2 separate regions of the Mus musculus genome follow, and region 2 is linked to region 1. Evidence: chromatin contacts called from public HiChIP or PLAC-seq data. All regions are on one chromosome and are shown on one strand. The core of a region is the stretch at or near the end of the contact, and the rest is flanking DNA. Distances in the headings are between cores, read along the strand shown. Region 1 holds the start of 3300002I08Rik (RIKEN cDNA 3300002I08 gene). Region 2 holds the start of Zfp345 (zinc finger protein 345).

Region 1 (7,057 bases), core at 2,416-4,915:
AAGTGTTAAAAAATGCACTTTTTGTCTTCTAAGTCACCTGTGACCTGGGGTTACAGGTGTTGATTCATAGAATAATCAAAAGAGACCCTGGAATAAATAACTAAATTCATAATTTAAATACACCTGGGTTTTCAGTCTGCATGACATGAGCTAGCAGGAAATGATAGCAGTTCATTTTTAGAATTTTTTGTAGTGACAGTAGAGTGAGATATCTGAAGATCCCTAGAGAGCGAACACAGCTCTTCAAGAATTTTTTCTAAAGGGATTTCTGAGGTCAGGAGCCCAAAGAATTACTTAAACAGATGACACAGCTCTTTTAAAATGGTTTCTAGTAGCTATCCAAATAAGGGTGTCTGAAGAACAAAAACAGCTCTTTTAGAATTATTACTACTACTACTACTGTTGTTGTTGTTGTTGTTTATTTGCTTTCTGATTTTGATAACCCAAGAATTACTTTTAAAAGTTTTCTTTTTTTACTTGGCCAGTAGATGCAAGAATTCTTATAAAAAATACAGAGAGAGACCTGTTGTGAGCAGAAAGATTGCTGTTTCAACCAGAGCGTTTTTAGAATATCAAGAAAGGGCTAAAGCAGAGTAGAACACCCCTCCAAACACAAGCTGCCATCTTGGACCCATGATTGGATTTCAAGTTGCTTGTTTTCCTGCTGCTCTCAAATACCATACTCTTAGGAACCCGTACCTAGACAAGTTCGGTCCTTGGTATTTGTGATCTTTTTACTTTCTATATGTGAGACTTGTGGTATTTTTACCTTTGTTTCTTAGACTACAAGTAATGATATTACCATGTAGCATTGGCTCCTGAGCAAACTACTTTCACAGTGTCATTTACTTGCTTTTCAGTTAAGACCTTGTAGTACAAGAAGGACATCTCACAGACATTTCTGTCCATCATTTTTATAATTTACATATGTTTTCTGCATGACTTTGTGCTAAGGATCCTTTTAAAAATCTCTGCTATTACCTTGTGACCAAGTTCATGAGAAGAACTTAGCATGTTTAGGAGTAGGCAAATCTCTATGTGAACGTATCCACATTCCCTAAGTAAAGACTCAATGCTTTCTTTTTTAGAAGAAAATCGTTGCTTTGGAAATGGCTCTCATGCTCTCAGTGCATGCCACAAGAAAAAAAAATCTTATCTGTCTTTGTCTAGATAGTTGCACTGGCTATTCTTGGTAGTCAAGTTAAATATATCTGGAATTAGCCAAAATCCAAATAGTTGGCTATTGTGGGTAATTTTCTTAATTGTACCTTTTGAAATGGGAGTGCCCTTATATAATATGGATCTTTGAGTTGATAAAATCCACCTTTTATCTAGATCACAGCTTGTTATGGCAGCCTACATATACAAAGGAGATTGAAGACTGAAGATCTTTCTCTTTGTCTGCCTGCCCTACCTCTGGCTAGCAAGTTAATTTTTTAAAAACTGGCATTAGGGCTTAATTTTTTTGCAATTCTGATATAAACTAAAGACCAGCTGAGGCATGCAGCCACATGGACTAAACAATGAGTAGATTCTTAAATTTTCATTGGTAGAAAGGCACTGTTGGGATAGTAGAATGACACAGCTCTTGAGCCATTCAAATAAATTCATTTCCAACATGATAGAGAGATTGAGACTATCAATTATTTTTAAAAATAAAACACTTAATTTTAATTATAATATAGTAACTATGATGATGATAATCTAGTTCATTTTAATGGATATTTTCTTTATTTACATTTCAAATGTTATCCCCTTTCCTGGTTTTCCCTTTGAAAAAAACACCCTCCCCATATACCCTCCCCTCTCCCCCTGCTCACCAACCCACCCACTCCCGCTTCCTGGCCCTGGCATCCCCCTACACTGGGGCATAGAACCATCACAGGACCAAGGGCCTCTCCTCCCATTGATGACCGACTAGACCATCCTCTGCTACATATGCAGCTAAACCCACCAGTCCCTCCATATGTTTTCTTTGGTTGGTGGTTTAATCCCTGGGAACTCTGGGGGTACTAGTCAGTTCATATTGTTGTTCCTCTTTTGGGGCTGCAAACCCCTTCTGCTCCTTAGGTCCTTTCTCTAGCTCCTTCATTGGGGACCCTATGCTCAGTCTAATGGATGGATGTGAGCATCCACTGCTGTATTTGTGAGGCACTGGCAGAGCCTCTGAGGAGAGAGCTATATCAGGCTCCTGTTAGCAAGCACTTGTTGGCATCCACAACAGTGTCTGGGTTTGGTGATTGTATATAGGATGGATCCCCAGGTGGGTCAGTCCCTGGATGGTCATTTCTTCAGTCTGTACTCCACACTTTGAATCTGTAACTCCTTCCATGGGTGTTTTGTTCACCCTTCTAAGAAGGATCAAAGTCTCCACATTTTGGTCTTCCTTCTTCTTGAGTTTCATGTGGTTTGTGAATTGTATTTTGGGCATTCCAAGTTTCTGGGCCAATATCCACTTATCATTGAGTACATATCATGTGTGTTCTTTTGTGATTGGCTTATCTCACTCATGATGATATCTTCTAGATCCATCTCTTTGCCTAAGAATTTCATAAATTAATTGTTTTAATAACTGAGTAGTACTCCATTGTGTAAATGTACCCCATTTTCTGTATCCATTCCTCTCGAGGAATATCTGGATTCCTTCCAGCTTCTGGCTATTATAAATAAGGCTGATATGAACATAGTGGAGCATGTGTCTTTGTTATATGGTGGAGAATCTTGTTGGGTCCTCAGGTAGTACTATGTCCAATTTTCTGAGGAATGACCTAACTGATTTCCAGAGTGGCTGTACCAGCTTGCAATCCCACCAGCAATGGAGGAGTGTTCCTCTTTCTCCACATCCTAGCCAGCATCTGCTGTCACCTGACTTTTTGATCTTAGCCATTCTGACTGGTGTGAGGTAGAATCACAGGGTTGTTTTGATTTGCATTTCCCTGATGACTAAGAATGTTCAACATTTCCTTAGGCGCTTCTTGACCATTCGAGTTCTCTTTATCTAGAGAAATTTTACTAAAATAGATGTCGGTTTTGTTGTTTGTTTATTTTATTTTACCAGACACTGAGGAAGATTTATTGGTTAATTAGAGTGCTTCACAGTGTTTGTCATATGGTTCCTGCTTGGTTCTGATGGTTGACTCATAAGTATTAGGTGTAAAAAGTACTTGTAGTTTTCCTGAACCCTGAAGAAGACACAAAACAAAAACTCTTGTCTCTTAATATACTTCTGTAATTGTTAATACTCTGGGCACCCTTCCACTTGTGGGACAGGTTGATAACTCCACGGTAAGTTGAGAAATGGGCTACACAGTTTATGGACCTAGATTACAGGAGGAAGAAGGGGAAGTGCCTACTTAGTGCTGTGATTGGAGCTCAGGACAGCTTCAAAGTTGCAACAAAGTAGCACAGGGTCACTGCCCACAAAGGGGAAAGCAGGTAGCCGACCGGAAGCTGGAGTTGTGGATCCTCCCCGGACCTAGGTGGGAAAACAGACACAAGATGTACTGAAATGAAAAGCTCTGCAGATCTGCAAAAGGACTGGCTTCTGACTGTGCCCAGGACTAATCCACTGTGTCCCTTCAGTGCACTCTAACCCTAATTGTGGTGCTTATGTTACTCAAGACTCACTAGCCAATCAGCACATGGAGGCGGTCCTGCCAATCAGAGAAGAAGGCGGGCTTTACCGGAAGCTTTCCTGCTAGTTCCTTTATGAAGCAGATAAATCCCGAGGGTTTCTGTATGGCCCTTTCTGTGAAGCAGGGCAATCCTGAGTATTTCTGCTTGGCATGTTCCGTGTGCCGCCGCGGAGTCCCGTGAGGAGAGCTCAGGCAAGTCCCGACATGGTAAGTGCAGGGCCATGTCCAACAAAAGGAAAGAGCAGGGGGCTGAGCAGAGGGAGCTGCTGTCATGGGTCTTCCCCGGGGCTCCGTGATAAACAGCAGCCTGACAAAAGCAGAGGCCTGTGAGGTTCCCTGTGGTCCTGTTCTCTCCCTGGAGCCGGAGGTGGCCTCTGAATAACCTCACTAGGGTGGCTGCATCTGCACAAAGCATTTGGGGAAAGGGCTTCTGTGTAGAAACATCCTTGGCAAGAAGCCAGACGCGGAGAGCTTTAGTTTCTCTGTATCTTCAGGAAGTTCTGGCCTTAGCATTTAGCCCTTTAATATGTAGGTTTGCAAGTGTAAGATCCCTTTGGCTTTGATTTTGTGGAAGCTGTAAAAGGCACCTCGTGTGTTGGGTAGCACTCCAATGTTGAGCTGTGATTTAGAAGCGTAAAATTGATGATGTAAAGGATTTACCAAAACTTATAGTGACACCAAGTAGAATGTAGCTGAGGGAGGACTGCCTCTAAAACACCCCACGGATAATAGGATGCTAGTATATGTGTTTGATTACCAAGATTGTCCAGACATTTGTCTATAAACCATAACAAAGGAGACAAATCTGGTTTACAATCATGAACTAGGGCCATCCTGATATCAAAGAACAGGCCTCTAGCAAGTGGCTCTAAGGGGCAAAATAGGGTCACGACCAACATTAAGGCCTGGTGTGCCATAAAGATCCGGTTTTCTTCTTTCTTTCTTTCTTTCTTTCTTTCTTTCTTTCTTTCTTTCTTTCTTTCTTTCTTTCTTTTATATAAGTACACTGTAGCTGTCCTCAGACACTCCAGAAGAGGGCATCAGATTTCGTTTAGGATGGTTGTGAGCCACCATGTGGTTACTGGGATTTGAACTCGGGACCTTCGGAAGAGCAGTCGGTGCTCTTAACCACTGAGCCATCTAGCCAGCCCCCTGGTTTTCTTCTTAAGCAAAGCATAGTTTTGCCATGTGGACAAGACCACACTTGGTGATAACTGAAAAGGAAAACCACTGCTGTGCTGAGGACTGGCCTGGTCCAGGGAGGCTTTCTATGAGGCCTTCATGAATGGAGAATGGCCCAGCCCCTTCTCAGTCTCCAGAGCCAATGACAGCCTGGGGCTTAGGCTTAGGGGCTTCCCCTAAGGCCCTGAAGTGCTGAGAATAAAATAGAGCTCCTTCTCTAAAGCAAGGATGGTGCTTGGGAGAGCGGGTGGTGGTCTGGGGCCAGGGCCTTCGGGGCCTCCAGGGCCTTCGGGGATGGCTTGCTTCAGACCCTGAGATCCCACCACATGCGGCTATGGTTATCAGTCCCGAGTCCAGTGTGGGCTTGGTCAGGAATGTTTTTGAGAGGTTCAGTGTTCCTTTTGTACAACGTTCTTCTATTAGATCCTTCCTGTGTTTTTCCCATTCATGGTAGTTTGTGCTGACTTGACACAAGTCTCCTATTTTGTTCCATTTTGTCCCTGTAAGAAGTATACAGGATGATATTCTCCAGAAGCCTGTGTGGCATAAGACAGAGCCCGTCCAAGACATCCCCATCCCAGCTTTGATACTTTCTTCCTTCAACTTTTCCAACCTTCGCATCTTCTGGCTCCTCTATCTCAGAACCCTGTCACTGATGAATGATCTGCTGTTTCAGGGCACTGATTTATCTAAGAAATAATTCAGATTATATCTATTCTGTGTAAGTCTCCCATCTGTGGGACTTGCAGTCTCTAGTCCATATTTAAATTGTTTAAAACATTGCCCAGGGCTGGAACCTAAGACACACTTACATGAGACAGCATATGTGGAATGTAAAATCTGTTCTGGGCTGTCTCTTCTCTAAGCATTAGCCAGAGCTGAATATATGCTGCAATTAAAGAGATTTTTCTTAATTAATCTTGTAATTGTTTGTGGAGTGATTGCTCCTGGGGAAGGTATCTTATTCTAGGAGAGCTGCATCTTCTTCCCTGTACTAGAAGTGTTTCTATGACAAGCTATGTTGACTCAGGCACCATTGATCCCAGTCTCATGCTCCCCAGGCAGTGACCTTGCTTTCCTATTGATGAAGAAACTTTCTAAATTTTTGAGATGAAGAATTTTACCACAACAGTGTTTTAAAATTGGTGGTGTACAATTTAACCTGAGATAAGTGAATACTGAATTTCCATTTAAGGGATGTATATAGATATTTCCAGTCCTTGTTGACACAGTTAAGTCAGCTCAGAAATTTGAAACACATGTTATTGGCTGTGTGTCAGGTTAGAGATCTCAGCAGCTAACTTTGCACATAGGGACAAGGTCAAACACTATCATATTAATGCCATTCCTTCTAACAGGGAAGGGCCAGCTCTTTTCAAAATCATTATCCCTATGTGTTCTTTCAATTATATTTTGTCAGGAGCCGTAATGGGACAAGCTAATAACTAGCAGGTGATCATCCTGAAGTGGCCTGCCTCGGATTATTATATAATCTGCGACAGGTGAGCCCTCATTAAGCTAGGCTGTGAGGGACTAATTTTGGGAAAGGTTTCTGCTATTAATATGCTTTTCCTGTTATTATTAAACATATATAACAATCACTAAGTAGGAACACACCCCTCTGCAGATCCACAAAGATGTACTGTCTGGTAGTGATGCTATGTAGACTAATAAATGACTTAAGTCTTTATGATGATCCTATAAGAATTCCTAAAATTATATCTGTGATTATTAAGCTCTTTTATAATGGGACTTCTATTAGGTCCCTTTCTGATAGTCAAAGCTGCAATGAGAACTCTGCCAGTCTCTCAGGTGTCACCAGTTAATTTCTGTTAGATGGTAACCAGACTTTCTCCTACTCAGAGCACATTCCAAGAGGTTGTAAAACAATTAACCAAAGGTCATTAAAAAGCAACTAATGATTTATTATAGGTACTAGGACAGAAGATAAAATTTCAACTGGCTTTATCTATACAAAACTTCACTAATACATTAGTTATGGTTTTAAACCTTCAGTGAACCTGTGGAGCTCAGACAGGTGATGGATGTTTAGCCATATAATTACTCCTAATGGATATGCATGTAAACATTCGCTGTTGTAAACTTCTATTTCAATTTACAATTTGATTTTTTTGTGTGAACTTGTGATGAACTTTGTAACATGTGATCTTGTATTCTGGAAGATGTATAAGTACTGAGGACAAAGAGATCAATAGAGGAGACTTTGCCTTTCCCCAGTT
Region 2 (6,796 bases), core at 17-2,516, 120 kb before region 1:
AAATTATATTTTTAGACTTGGGAACAATTATTCTTAATCTGGGTCTTTTGATGTAATAAGATCCACCTTTAATCAAGGCCACAGCTTGTGATGGTAGCCTACATATATATATAAAGGAGACTGAAGATGGTAGATCTTTCTTAGTCTGCTTGCTAGGAATTTTTCTGGCATCAGAACCTATCTCTTTGAAATTCAGGTATATACTGAAGACCAGCGGAGACATCTAGTCACTATTGGATTCTTCAACTGTCCATAGTAGTTAGCCATTGTTGGACTAGTGGAACATAATGAATCATTCTAATAAATCCATTTTCTACATAATAGAAAGTTTCGTTCTATCAGTTCTGTTCATCTGAAAATCCTTCACTAACAGAGCCGCGGGTTTGTTGTTGTTGTTTTGTTTGCTTTACAGACCCATTGAGGAAGATGTATGTGCTGGTTTACAAGAGGGCTCCACAGTGTTTGTCATGTGTTTCCTGCTTTGCTCTGAGAGTTGTCTCATTACCATCAGGTGAAATATATGTGCAGGTTGCCTGAATTCAGCCTGAAACCACAAAACAAAATTTTCTTTCCAAAAATCTTCTTTAGTTGTTAATATTCTGGATACCCATCCACTTGAGGGACAGATTGATAACTCCACTGTTGGTTGATTTTTTAAATTTCTTTAAAAAAAATGATTTATTTATTTTATGTATATGAGTATACCATTGCTCTCTTCAGACTCACCAGAAGAGGGCATCAGACACCACTGCAGATGGCTGTGAGCCACCATATCCTTGCTGGGAATTGGACTCAGCACCACTGGAAGGGATAAATCGGCTATGCAAGCTATCCAGCTTGATTGCAGGAGAAAGAAGGGGAAGTGATTACTGAGTACTGGGAGCTCAGAAAAAGTCCAATTTTGCAAAGTTGTGAACACAGGGTTGCTGCCCATAGTGGGGAGAAATGGGCAGTTGAGCAGCAGGTATCTGGAGTTGTAGATCCTCTGAGGTGCACTGTGGGAGGAGAGACCCGCAGGCTATTGGAGGACAGGCACTGTGCTACTGAAATGCAAATCAGCTGATCTGGAAAAGGACTGCTCCCAAGATGGAACCACTAGGTACACTAGGTAGTTTCTCTTCAGTACACTAGACCCCTAAGGGTGGTGCTCATGTCACTCAAGACGCACTAGCCAATCAGAACCTCCAGCCGGGCCTGCCACTCAGGAGAAGAGGACGCTCTTCCTGTTACCAAGCCTGTAAGTTCCTGTCTGAATCTGAGCCTGAAAGAAGGTTTCTCTGCGGTGTGTCCTGAGTGCCTCTGCTGGGTGCTGTGAGGGAGCTCTGAAAAGCTTAAAATTTCCGGACATGGTAAGTGCAGGATCATCTCCCACAAAGGGAGGAGCAAGCGGTTTAGTAAAGGGTGCACATGTGGTGGGTTTTCCCAGCAGCTGGACTGTAAGCAGCAGCCAGACAGATATGGCCATGTGTGAGGTCCTTTGTGGTTCTAGTCTCTCCTTGTACCTGGCGGTGGCCTCTGAAGAAGCTTATTATGGGAGCTGTATTTTTACAAAGCATTTGGGGCAGGGGCTTGTGTGCCCAAAAAATACTTAGCAGGATGCCAACCCTGAGAACCGCAGTTTCTCTATTTTCTCTAAGTTCTGCCTGTAGCATTTAATATGGAGGTGTAAGATCCATTTGGAGTTAATATTGTGGAGGCTGTAAAAGCCCTATCATATGTTGAGTAGCACTTCAATATTAAGCTGTGATGTAGAAGAGTAGAATTGATGATGCTAAAGACTTAATTGGGAAGTAGGAAGTGGCACCAAGTAGAAAGTAGCAGAGAGAGGACTGCCTGTAAAACACCCCCCCCCCCCAGGTACATAGCATGCTAACCCGGCCTGCTAGAGAACAGTATGGGTGTGTTTGTTTACCAGGATTGTCCAGACATTTGTCTCCAAACTATAAAAATAGAGACAGCTTTCCTTTACAATCAACAACAAGGCCCATCTTGATAGCAAAGAACAGGCACCTAACAAGGTGCTCAAGATGGCATTATAGGGTCACAACCAATACTCAGGCATGGTGTTGACTGGACTCAGGTCAATGAGAAGAGATATAGACCAGTGAATTGGTGTCCTCCAACATCGCTGGATTGGGGTGAGGGGATTACAAAAAGAGAGGGGCCTGTGTAAGCATTGAGTTCTCTGATCAATTTTGAAGCTGGTGTAATCACAGCAGAGAAAAGGAGGGGGAAGAAGGAAGGTGAGGGCCTTTCTACTTTGACAGTAGTTGACAATAGCAATGAGTAGTCAGGTAATCAATTTTAGACAATCAGTAAAAGTACAAACCGGTGATCTTGGTGGGTTCCTAGAGCAGGGCACTCAGAAAAGTGGGCGAGGAACTGAACTTATTTCTAGAAACCAAATTTCCATATTTACACTAGTTCAAAGAACACAAGATCTAGACAATCTGATGTGGTGTGCCTAACGGGAATGTTAATTTTCCTGTCTGAAAATAGAGCATGTGAGAGAAAAGACTTGGAGTGCTCTAGTACTTATGCTTAGTCCCTGAAGAATATTGGACCGTAAAGTGTGTTTCAACTTGTAAAAATAATCTTTGCAAGTATAATTCAATCATATCATTCTTCTTTCTCCCTGCAAATAAGTCTGAAACCCTTGGACAATTGGTTGAGGAGCTTATTTAACAAGTCACAGCAGAACAGGCTGTCAGCAGACCTCAGTCCCTACCTATTATGTCATATGGCTGGCATACCTCACCCTCTAGCCCAGCGGTAGGGCTGCCCTTCACCCAGCTGCCATTCCTTATGCAATCCAACCTTTTTGATTACCTGTTTGTTTTATTATTAAACTGTCATTATTATTAATCTGTCATCTTGATCTCTTTGTCTGGATCTTGCTTCTCTCCTTCTCCACATGGTTTAGAGTCATGTTCACTTTGTACTCTGTTCTCCTAGATATTCCTGGCTTTGATTATGTTCTCTCTTTTATGTATAATAAACTTTCTATTCTACCATACATACCAGCGGTTGTATCCTTTAATCTTTCTTTTTTTTTTTTTCATTCACCTCCCATTAAGCACTCCTTGTTAAGAAATTCATAGGCACTTTTTCTTTTAACTATTGCTACTGTTCTAATGTGACTGCAGTTTGGCTGCAGGACTTCCCAACTATGAAGCAGACATGGCTCTACTGAACATGGCATGTGTAAAGGAATATGCAAACAAAGGACCCTGTGCCTGGAAAAAGGAAAACAAGTGCTCTGGGAGACTGGAACATTCTGTTAAATACAATTTCTCCAGACCAGGGCTTTGTGTGCACATAGAGTGGAAAGGCAGATCTGGAAAGGTTTCAGCTGGCTGAGGCATTTGCTCTCTGATCCCCCAGTAGAGGGGCTGCAGCTGGCCTGAGTCTATCTGAGTTTTGTAAACTAAGGAGGGACCCTGGGTAGGCCTAACAATCAGGCACAGCATTGGAAGGTAGCTTGCAGGTTCTTTCCAGGATTCCCCTCCGATGCATCTGTAGCAAGCTGGGAGGAAGACCACAAGCCATGCCATGCTGACACTGAAATGGACTGTGGGACAGATTATGGATTGATTGGTTCATGTGGTGAAATGCTCAGAGGCCCTTGGCCTCTGACCTCCCCGAGCCTGAATTCCAATTGGGGGGGGGGGGCGCTGTAGAGCACTGGTAGTGGAAGTCTGTGGTGTTCATACTGTCATTTTTCAGTGTGTACATGCAAGAATTGCTTTTGATACGTAGTAGGAAGACATTGGAAGAATGAAGGTCTGGTTTCTAGAATTTCAGAAACGTCCACATTCAGTTATTTGGGACAAATAATTTTGGAATTAGTAGAAAGAAAGTGATAGGGGTCATCCTTCAGTAGTGTTTGATTAGAATCCTCTTACCTTTCCACTGCCTCCATTTACAATGGTATTCATGGAAATTCAGTTCCAGAGGACAAAAGGCGTCTCTATGATGCATAACTTCTCAGGTGTGCATGGTGTTGGGTAGGTGGACAAGACAGATTGCACATCTTGTGATATAATCCATGTGGCAGGCAGCACACATTAAATTATTTTTCAACATTGTTCTCTGTGAGGCTTCAGTGGGGCTAGTTTTACCTGAAATCCCAAGGGGTCATGAGGGGTTGCAGAGCCATTAGCCCATCTTTGTGATCATCTTCATTTACAGAGAGAACTCTGGAACATGGGGAGTTTGAATGACACATCAGCAGTTGCTGGAGGAACAGATATATAACACTTTAGGGGTAACTTGGAGTAGTTGTTATTGGAGTCATGAATTCTCGGTTTATTTAATTTCTTTATACATACAATCACAGGTAATATTGGTCAAGTTCAATTTTTCCTGGAGTACTTTCATTAGGTATTTTGATGAAAACTTGAATAGCATTTTAGGCTTATGTTTTTGGCTTTTTCTCTGCTTCCCCACTTTCTTTCACAATTGTTGTACACGTTCTTGATTATGCTATCTTTGTTATAAGTATAGAATTTACACTGTGCCAATGTGTATACTATTTCTTCAAAATACTATAGCGCAATCTGAGTTTTCCCACATGACGTACAGCCTTGGAATCAACTTTCCTGTTATAAATTTTTGCAACTTTTAGATTTAAAATTGTTATTGTCCTGTGTAACCATTCCTTCTATTGTCTGAGATTCTCTCATCCATCTCTATTCTGTGGGTTAACCTTGACTATTTAGTTCCTCTTTGCGGTCCCAAAAATCTGATTTACAGAATTCCCTTAGTTTTTGCTATCTTTTATATAATTCTTCTTCTTTTACTTATAAAATTCTTTCATTTACATTCCAAATGTTTCCCCCTTTCCCAGTCCCCACTTCCTAGAGTTTTCATCCCATCCCACTCCTTTTTCTCTGTGTTCCTCTACATAAACATCTACCCCCACCACCACCTTACCATAGATTAAAGTTTTACTCCTGGATGTAATTTCATGTAACTGAAAAGTATTGTATTTAGAAGTGCAAACAGAATAAAGAGGAGCATCATATCATAATGCTTGAATAGATTGTTGATACGTGTCATGTTTTTCTCTAGAAAATATAATTTTTCCTTTTTTATTTATTTATTTCATTTATTTACATTTCAAATGATGCCCTACTTAGTGGTCTCTCCTCCCAGAGTCCTTCACCCCATCCAGTCTAGCCTTTTCCTCTGAGAAGATGCTCCTCCACTCACATATAGCCTCTGTAGCCACCCCTTACCTCATTCTCAGAGCATATCTCCCTTCACTGGGGCATCAAGTCTCTACTGGATTGGACACATCCAGTCCCATTGAGGCCAGACCAGGCAGTCCTCTGCTACATACGTGTCTGGGGTCATGGAGCAGCCCACCTATGCTCTTTGGTTGGTGCCTTAGTCTCTGGGAACTCTGAGGGTTCCAGGTTAGTTGATACTGTTGTTCTTATCATCCCTTTCAACTTCTCCAGTCCTTGCCCTAACTCTTCCATCATGGTCCCTGACCTCAATCCAGTGGTTTGCTGTAAGTATCTGCATCTGCCTCAGGCACACTGCTGCTAGAACTTCTCTGAGGACAGCCATGATAGATAGGCTCCTGTCTGTAAGCATCACATAGCAGCAATAAGAGAGTCAGGGTTTGGTGCCTGCCCATGGGAGGAATCCCAATTTCGTTAGGTCAATAAATAACCTTTCCTTCAGTCTCTGTTCCTGTTCATCCCTGCATTTCTGGGTCAAACCTTTTGAAGATAAGTGGGTGACCCCATCTTAACACTGGCGGCCTTTTCTATATCTGGAGTTGGTCTTTGCAGGCTCCCTATCCCCACTGTTTGGCATTTTTATCCTGGAAGCCTCTCACATCCCACATCTCTGGGACTTTAAACACTAAAAACAAGGACATCATGAACTTGCCGGCTAATGGATGGAACTAGAAAATATCATCCCGAGGGAGTAAAGCCAGATCCAAAGGATATGTGGGTTATGTACCCGCTGAGAAGTGGATATTAGCCCAAAATTACAGAATATCCATGCTACAACTTACAGACAGTATAAAGATTAACAAGAAGGAAGGCCCAAATGAGGATGCTTCAATCCCACGTAGAAAGGGGAACAAATTAATCATGGAAGTCAGAGGGAAGGATCAGGGTAGGAGAGGAAAGGAAAAGGGGAAAGTGGGGTCTGGATATACGGAGGAGAGGGGAAAATGAGGTCAGGATCAGTTATAGGGGAAGATAGGAAAGAAGCCCAGAGTGCCAGGAGAATAATGTAAATCTGTGAGGACATGGTGTGGGGGGAGGGCCAACCTCTATTTTGTGCTTTCTTTATATTTCCATTTCCATTTATACATCGTGAACTGTTAGATTTTCTTCAACTGTTTGGTTTTCTTGCTATACTTATAGAATTTCTTGGACTTGTCCAATTGTTTGATTGTGTTTTCCTGCATTTATCCATTTCCCTTTTAAGGACCTCTATCACCTTCATACAGTTGCTTTTGAAGGTCTTTTTTTTGTGCTTTAAGTTAGGTTGGAATATTCAGGACATGCAGTTGGAGGATAGCTTTGTTCTATTGGTGACATATTTTCCTGGCTGTCATGCATTGTGTTCCTAAGTTGGTGTCTAAGCATCTAGGTTTGTGGTCTTTATAGGCCTACCTTCTGATTTCTGGGTTGTCTTCTTTTGGTGGGAGTTTTGAGCCTGGGTTTCTGTTGGCTCTTTGACTTTTCAGAGAGTATGTTGGCTGAGTGTGGCCTCAGTTACTTATCTGTTTTGTGGGTGTGTTCAAGAGGGAATATTTGCTGATTTG

The links. HiChIP or PLAC-seq counts read pairs in DNA pulled down with a chosen protein or histone mark.
Region 2: a contact with region 1 is called in an H3K4me3 HiChIP or PLAC-seq map of embryonic stem cells, with 12 read pairs. The contact joins the promoter of Zfp345 here to the promoter of 3300002I08Rik in region 1. A contact is called at or near these places in 2 of 115 datasets of contacts at active chromatin or transcription factors (the 230-238 cell line and embryonic stem cells).

What each region holds. Positions count from the first base shown.
Region 1 is chr2:150,359,373-150,366,429 of GRCm38.p6, reverse strand. It overlaps 3300002I08Rik (RIKEN cDNA 3300002I08 gene), which reads left to right and starts at 3,665. Exons shown (of 4, transcript NM_027017.1): 1 at 3,665-3,842. The coding sequence starts at 3,786.
Region 2 is chr2:150,479,533-150,486,328 of GRCm38.p6, reverse strand. It overlaps Zfp345 (zinc finger protein 345), which reads left to right and starts at 1,266. Exons shown (of 4, transcript NM_001034900.3): 1 at 1,266-1,349. The coding sequence starts at 1,347.